Regions from separate parts of the Sus scrofa genome. Here region 2 is linked to region 1. A link is a contact called in public Hi-C data. All regions are on one chromosome and are shown on one strand. Each heading gives the region's core, a stretch centred on a gene start, on an enhancer-like site or on the middle of the called end of the contact. The rest is flanking DNA. Distances are from core to core; before and after follow the strand shown. Region 1 holds the start of ACLY (ATP citrate lyase). Region 2 holds the start of NT5C3B (7-methylguanosine phosphate-specific 5'-nucleotidase).

Region 1 (3,713 bases), core at 557-3,056:
CCTCAGGAAGTGAGTAACTGAATGGGTTGTCAAACTAGTCAGAGATGGTTTCTGGGCAGAGCCAAGACCCCAGGGCTCCACTTTGGGAGCCCAGGAACTATTAACTAGTAACAGGTAGATTTGAGGGAAATCACGTCAAGGAATCAGCACACACATACTCTCTCTCTTTCTCAATCCAAAGGCGAGACCTTCTGAGCTGAATGGGGTCTTTTCTGCAGACACGGAAGAGACCCAGAATTGAGTTCATAGACAGCAGCCACTGAGGGCAGAAGCAGCCCACAGGGAAGGCTGAATGAAAGGAGCCTGTTCCCCAGGATTGTACCCCTGGGACACAGCCAGAGAAGAGGAACCACGGGGATGCTACTTAGGGTCTCTGTGGGAAGGACAAAGAGCACTTCTTCTAAGGTTAGTATCTGTAGGATTAGGGCTTTTTGAAAGGGGGACAGGCAATCCCTAGAGTTAAGGGGAGGGGCAGAACTCTGAGGGTCCCTACTGCAGCAAGGAGAGCAGAGAAAGAGGGCAGAGACACCAGCCATCCGCCTCAGTGCCCCAGGCTATTCCCATCGCCACCCCCCCAAGCTGTTTAAGAAGCTCGTGAAGTGAAAATACCCCTCGGGGCAGCTGGGTCTACCAGCTGTCCCTCACCCAACATTTCAGAATTTCAGAAACCCAATGATCTGAGCTGGCTGAAAGACAAAGTTACAGGGAGGAGAGAGGAACGGGCTGGCTGACCAAACTGCGCTCTGTGCTGCTCCCCTCCCAACCCTCCCGAAAATCCCCTTCCTAGGCAGACTACCAAGGATCACCTAATGGCAAAACTCCTTGGTACTTCACGGTTTCTGCCAAGGTTGGAGAGGGCAGCAGGCGCTGGGGTTGGCCCTCTGCCAAGCCCGACAGGAGGGCGGCGGCAGCATCCTTCAGCCCCTGGAGGACCTTGCCTCCGTCAAGCCTGGCATCAACGCCAAGGCTGGGGAGAAAGACGGGCACTCCGGCCATCTGTCGCTTAGCGTCTGGGCCCGACGGCACCTCCAGAGCGAGGCGGGTCTTTCCTGGGCCGCCGATCCGAGGCTAGGTCCTCGCGGCGAGGCCTGAGGCGGCCCAAACCCGCGTGGCCCGCGGCGGCTACGCGCCCGAGCTCGCGCTCTCTCTCCATTCCCTCGCGGTGCTCAGTCGACTCTCCATAGAAGTAAGAGGAAGGGCCTGACCCCGGCTTGTGAGGGGTCAGAATGGGGCGACTGGCCACCGCGCTCTGTACTTCCCGTCCCCGGTAACCGGTAGGGGGACCCTGGTCGGGGAAAGAGGTGGCGGGATAAAACCCGAGGAGGCTCAGAACTGGCCCCGGGGTGGCAGTGAGAGGCGCCAGTTAGGGACAAATGCGATTCGGCGGAGGGAAGACAGGCAACGACGGCGGCAAGCACTGTCCAAACTCCCAGGAACTGGAATGTGGGGGAGTGGGGTGGTCGACGGGCCAACATCTGGCCACCGGTCGCTAACCAGGCGAAGGCGATCCTAAAACTAAGACACCCAGAACTTCCAAGCAGGTGCAGGGAGGGCGCGTGAGCCCCAAACCGGCGTCGGGGGAGTAGGTTCCGGGTTGGGGGAGGGAGGCAGGAAGCTTCTGGGCCAGTTGGGGGCCATCGCGTGAAAGCGGCCGCCCGCCACTCACCTCTCTACGAAAGGCCGTGCGCGGTGCTGGGTGCACAGGGCCCAACTCGCCGCCTACCTTCCGGAGCGCTCCAGCCTCCCGCAGCCACCCGGATCCGGCTTTTGTTCCGGCTTGGGCGGGTTCTCCCCGCCCCCATCGGCACACCGTGCGAGCCGCCCGGCGATTGGCCACACGTGGTCTCTAGCCTGAGCTCCAGGCTTCCTCCCAATTCGCTGCCCGGCATAGCCCCGCCCTCGGGTCCGGGGTCCAGGAGCTGCTGGGACTTGCAGTCCTGATGGTGCGTCCCAGACTCGAAAGGGGCCGCCCAGAGCCTGCCCAGCTTGGGAGGTGTCGGGGGCGGGGCCTAGGGTGGGGAGATGGGCTGGGCTATGCTGGGAGGAGAACGTACGAGATTGGGGGCAGTGGTCTGATCTTCTAGGGTTGGGCCGACCGCCGCTGATACTCTAGGCGTTGGGCGGACAGCCGCTGAGATGTGGCGGGCTGCGGTGTTGGCGGTGCAGGCTGTAGCGCAGCTTTTTGGGGCCCTGGAGTCTCCTTCCCGTCTCCACGTGGGAGAAACTGACGTCTTCCACGCAGGCAGCCAGAAAGCCACCACACCCAACCCAGTTGCTCAGGTCCCCCTTTTAAGCAGCCAGGGCAGACTGCTTACGCACGTGGACCCTCGGGGTTGAGCTGGTGGGACGAGGCTAATAGATTAGATTTACTAATATGGGATAGAGCGGGGGATTGCGTGAGCAGGTGGGGCTAGGAAGGCGCCTGTCACACCGTTTTGTGTCCCTCACCTGCTCATCTCCGAGCAGAACTGAGTATTCAATGGGAGAGTCTAGCACGGGGCTGGGGTCGTCTCTGCTGGTCATCAGCGCCTCGCCCCTCCCCTACAGTCCCACCCTTAGACCCTGGAATGAATGAATGGCTGCCTCCCCCTTCTCTATTACCTGTGCATAGTCTATATTTTCCACGTCGAAAACTGGGACACCCGATCTGATAGGTGCTGACGAACTTGTGGCGCAGAATTTTTGAAATCATACAGACCTAGAAACCAAGACATGTATTTCCTGCTGTGACATTCTGAAGCTCTCCTCTGTCCACCCCAATCCTGTAGGTCTCCCGAGCTGCTCCCTGACCCTAATAGCGGTCTAGCTCCCGGGAGGAGAATCATGCGCTAAGCAGCTCAGGTGAAAAGGTCAGCCCAGTGAACAGAGAATCAGCAGCCCCGGGAGCCTGCCAACCACTGGGGTCATACACTGCAATAATGGTGTGATATTCTTGTGCACAAAAACTTGGCCAGACCCTTCTCCCCCCCATTCCAGTCATAGCCAGGAGTGGGGCAGCTAAATTTGCTGCCCATGCCTGAAGGAAGTGATCCCTGATGATGTCACTTTCTGGTCCCGTCCCTGAGAGGCATCTTTTTGAAATAGCAGTTCCTCAGCTCCTCTCTCCTTTTGGTCGTAGTCTTCCACTCCTACATGGATTGAGTGCCATCCCTGCCAAGAATCTCCCCAAATAGCATCAGTCTTGGAGAAGGATCACATCTTCACACCTAAGGAAAACAACCCCTATGAAGCACTCTATATCTTCCCTTTCTGTGCCTCGAGGGACAGCAATTCAGGATCTCAGGGGCTAGTGGGGGCAACTGCAATCAGGGGGAATAAACGGCGTAAGCATTATCCCTCTGGTTAGAAAGATACACTTGGGGAGTTCCCGTCATGGCACAGTGGAAACAAATCTGACTAGGAACCATGAGGTTGCTGGTTCAATCCCTGGCTTTGCTCAGTGGGTTAAGATCTGGCATTGCCATGAGCTGTGGTGTAGGTCGCAGACGTGGCTCAGATCTGGTGTTGCTGTGGCTGTGGCGTAGGCCGGCAGCTGCACCTCCAATCAGACCCCTAGCCTGGGAACCTCCACGTGCCACAGGTGTGGCCCTAAAGGGAAGGAGGGAGGGAAGGAAGGAAGGATGGATAGATACACTTCGGAGTCCCTGTTGTGGCGCAGCAGAAACAAATCATACTAGTATCCATGAGGATACGGGTTCGATCCCTGGCCTCAC
Region 2 (3,713 bases), core at 569-3,068, 65 kb before region 1:
GGGCCCCTGACCATTTGTCCAAAAGATTAAATACAAAGACGGGTAAAGACAGAAAGCGCCCAAAATGTGTTAAAATTCTCAGTGTTTCTTTTTTTTCCGCTTTTTAGGGCCGCACCCAAGTCATGTGGAAGTTCCCAGGCTAGGGGTCAAATCAGAGCTCCAGCGGCCAGCCTACACCATAGCCATGGCAGTATTGGATCCAAGCTACATCTGCGACCAACGCTGAAGCTTGCAGCAATGCCCAGTGAGGCCAGGGATCAAACCCACAACCTCGTGGACACTGTGTCAGGTTCTTAACCTGCTGAGCCACACTAGGAATTCCCATAACAACAATTAAAAAAAAAAATTTCATATTTTAAGGTCTCTATCCTGGAATCTTTGAGGAACCATTTGACGTAGGACATGTTAGCTATTTCTGAGCAAAGAAGGGAGTAACCCACCTCTTTCCGGCACTCCTCACTGATGATCTTGCTGTTATCCAGAATATCTGCAAAAACACAGAACTCCTTTTACTTGCCCTTTAGAAGTCATCATCTGTCAAGCCCAAGAAAGCAAGCTAGTTTGTGACTTACTGTAAGAAGAAGGGCATCGCTTTCCATTATATGCAAACCTGCTCAAGGTCATGTCAAAATCAGAAATGACCTAAAATGCAAAAGAGAGATGATGCCTAGACAGGCTCCTTCAGGCATGGCCCTGTGCCAGCCTGGAGAGTGATTAAGGAAGTCTGAGTGGCCAGTGCCCAGCCCTGGGCAAAGCCCTGGGGGAGTTAGGGAGGGCAGCAGAGGGAAGGAAGAACTAGTCCTAGTTAGTATCAGTGGTAACCCTTAAGACACTCAGCCACGTTGAGGGTGGGGGTGGGGACTGCACCATCAGGACTCCTTCCACTCTTTCAGCAGCACCGGCTCAATGCTCTGGTCTTTCCTAAGAGGCCTCCACCTTCTGGCCCATCCCACCCCTGCACATTCTTGGAGAGCCCACCAACCTCGGCTGGTGTGGACAGTGAGGCCCGAAGCCTGGTGTGGGATGCTTTCTACAGCATGGCATTATTGAGAAATTTGGTATTTAGGTTTTTCAGGTAGGTGGGCTCTCCCGCAAGGCAAGACAGTTCTGCCCTCCGGACCCTGGCCATTTCTAAGGGCTGAGGGCTTGCTTGCAGGTGTGCGCAGTGATGCGGGAAGGCACACTGGGCAGGCCACCTTCCCAGTCACCCCACACCCCACCCGGCCGCCCCGACCTTGCTCCCCACCGCGGTACCTGTAAGCGGTCTCCTCCGCCCTTGCGGAGGGCGCCCACGATCTCCTGCACCCGCCCGGGCTGCCGCATCAGGACCGTGGCCTTCATCAGGGGGCTCACCTGTCCCGAGATCCGAGAGAACTGCTGACCCTGACACCGCGCTGGGCCCAGGGGGGACCTGGCAAGGCCGGGCTGGGGGCGCGGGGGGGCAAGCAGGGACTCTGGCCGGGCCTGGGCATCTACCGGCCGCGGTGACGCGGCGGAACCCAGGCGGCCTGAGGGGGGTCTCGGAGCGCCCGGGGGGTCTGGGCCCGCCCCAGGCCGGTCTCCTCCTCCTGCCTCACCTCCTCCTCCATGGCGCTTGCCGGCCGGTCGGCGGCGTGAGGACAACGACCGCCCCTTAGGCCGCACTGCGCAGGCGTCGCCTACGGCCGGGGCGGGCCCGAGGGAGGGGGCGGAGACTAGGGTGCAGGAGGCGGGCCCGAGGCTGCGGGGGGCGGGGCGGGGCGGGGCAGGCGCCCTCCCAGGGTTTGTGAGGCAGTGTGTGAAGACCTTGCTTGAGGGCCCCATGCAAAAGATGGGGAGGGTGCCAAGAGGCTGGGGTAACGTGGGTACCACTCTTTTTAGGGCAAAAAACCCTAGCCTGAGTGGTCATTTCCAGGCTTCCAGTTTGCATGACAAAAAGTGGCAGAATGGGAGGGGATGTGAAGGAGCCATAAAGCGAGTTCTGTTGAACATCCTGAAGGTGCTGCCTTCACGGAGCCCACTCCCCATCACAGAAGATAAATGACCCACATCCAGGAGGCAGAAGGCCCTTGACAGCCGGGCCAGAATGAAAACCCATCAGTTTTACTTCTCCCTTCTGCCTCCTCTGACTTGGTTTCCTTGAACTCAGCTTCTGGGGAGCCAAGTGCTGAGCTGTGAAAGAAGGTAGGTGGATGCTACGGAGACTTGGAACTGAGCCCCTGAAGTGGGCAGTAGGAACCAGAGTGAATGAAAACTCTTAGGTGGTGTCGATGGTCACAGTCCTGCTCCTGGTTGTGGGAGGCGTGAGGGGGTCTTCAGCTTGCGTGGTGCAGGGAGGGGAGAAGAAAGGAGGACAGGGACAGGAGAGAGTTCCAGAACCTGAGAGCACAATCCTGAGAGTGATCTCACTGCGGGCCCAGGATTCTGGAACTTGGGCTGCCTGATGGTCCCTATATGAAAGATGTAGTAGGGAAAAGGAGCGACAGCTGGCTAAAGGGGCCCCCCACAACCCTCCCCGACACCCTAGGAGAGCAGCCTCTCTCCGCTGGTCCCAGGGTGCCATGGAGATGGAGAGCGCGGCGGCCTCCACACGTTTCCACCAGCCTCACATGGAGAGGAAGATGAGTGCGATGACCTGTGAGATCTTCAACGAGCTTAGGCTAGAGGGCAAGCTCTGCGACGTGGTCATCAAGGTCAATGGCTTTGAGTTCAATGCCCACAAGAACATCCTCTGTAGCTGCAGTTCCTACTTTAGGTATAACAGGGTTGCTGAACTAAGCCAAAGGGGGAGTGGGCTCCTTTTGAGACATTTTGGTTCATGTTTCCCATCCCATTATTTTAAGTTTCGGGACACTGTCAAAGCCCTGGGCTCCGGTAGACTGGCTCCTTTGCCTCTTCTCTCTGGTTTTCAACCAACCATTGGTGGGCCAGGTGCTTCTCTTCTTTGATCTTCACCCAAGGCAACCTTTGGGAAGGTTGGACACGTGCACTGGATTTCCTACTTAAACCTAGATGACGATGCCTCTTCAGCCACCCTTTAAGCCCCTCCCTATCTGAGATATCTTAAACAGGGTGATAAATTAACAAGGATTCAGAGGGTGGGAAGGGGGATGAGGGGAAGGAACCAGGGAGAAATTTATCTGAAGAGAAAGGGAGTTTGAGCCAAAACTATTCTAATGCAGGAAGTGAAAGAGCTATTTTGTTCCTGCAATATTTGAGAATTTGATTCCAATGAAGATATGATTGATAAGTGCATCCCGCCTGTTGCTAAAAATTCTCATTCATCTAGACCTAGAGCAGGGTGTGCAAAAAAGACCAAGCTTTTCAGGTCGCACAGTCTCTGTCACACTCCACTCTGCCTTTATAGTGGGAAAGCAGCCAGCCATAGACAATACTAAATGAAAGAGCATGGCTATGTTCCAATAAAGTTATTTACAGACACTTAAATTTAAATGTTTCCCTAAAAAGACAAAAAAAAAAAAAAGTAGTTCCTGTCGTGGCTCAGTGGTTAATGAACCCAACCAGTATCCATAAGGACGAGGGTTTTATTTTATTTTATTTTTAGGGCCGCACCTGCCGGATAGGGAGGTTCCTAGGCTAGAGGTCTAATTGGAGCTACAGCTGCCATAGCAACACCAGCTCTGAGCTGTGTCTGTGACAGCTCAGGGAAACACAGATCCTTAACCCACTGAGCGAGGCCAGGGATTGAACCTGCAATCTCATTGTTCCTAGTT

Evidence for each region. A called contact is a pair of places that touch in the nucleus more often than the background predicts.
Region 2: a Hi-C map of liver shows a contact between it and region 1, with 7 times the contacts expected there. The contact joins the promoter of NT5C3B here to the promoter of ACLY in region 1. A contact is called at or near these places in 1 of 47 Hi-C or Micro-C datasets (liver) and 1 of 2 datasets of contacts at active chromatin or transcription factors (alveolar macrophages).

The regions. Positions count from the first base shown.
Region 1 is chr12:20,794,808-20,798,520 of Sscrofa11.1, reverse strand. ACLY (ATP citrate lyase) reads right to left here and starts at 1,806. Exons shown (of 31, transcript NM_001105302.1): 1 at 1,667-1,806.
Region 2 is chr12:20,860,289-20,864,001 of Sscrofa11.1, reverse strand. It overlaps NT5C3B (7-methylguanosine phosphate-specific 5'-nucleotidase), which reads right to left and starts at 1,818. Exons shown (of 8, transcript XM_021066994.1): 1 at 1,255-1,818; 2 at 573-642; 3 at 441-487. The coding sequence starts at 1,803. KLHL10 (kelch-like protein 10) reads left to right here and starts at 1,819. Exons shown (of 5, transcript XM_021066996.1): 1 at 1,819-2,734. The coding sequence starts at 2,541.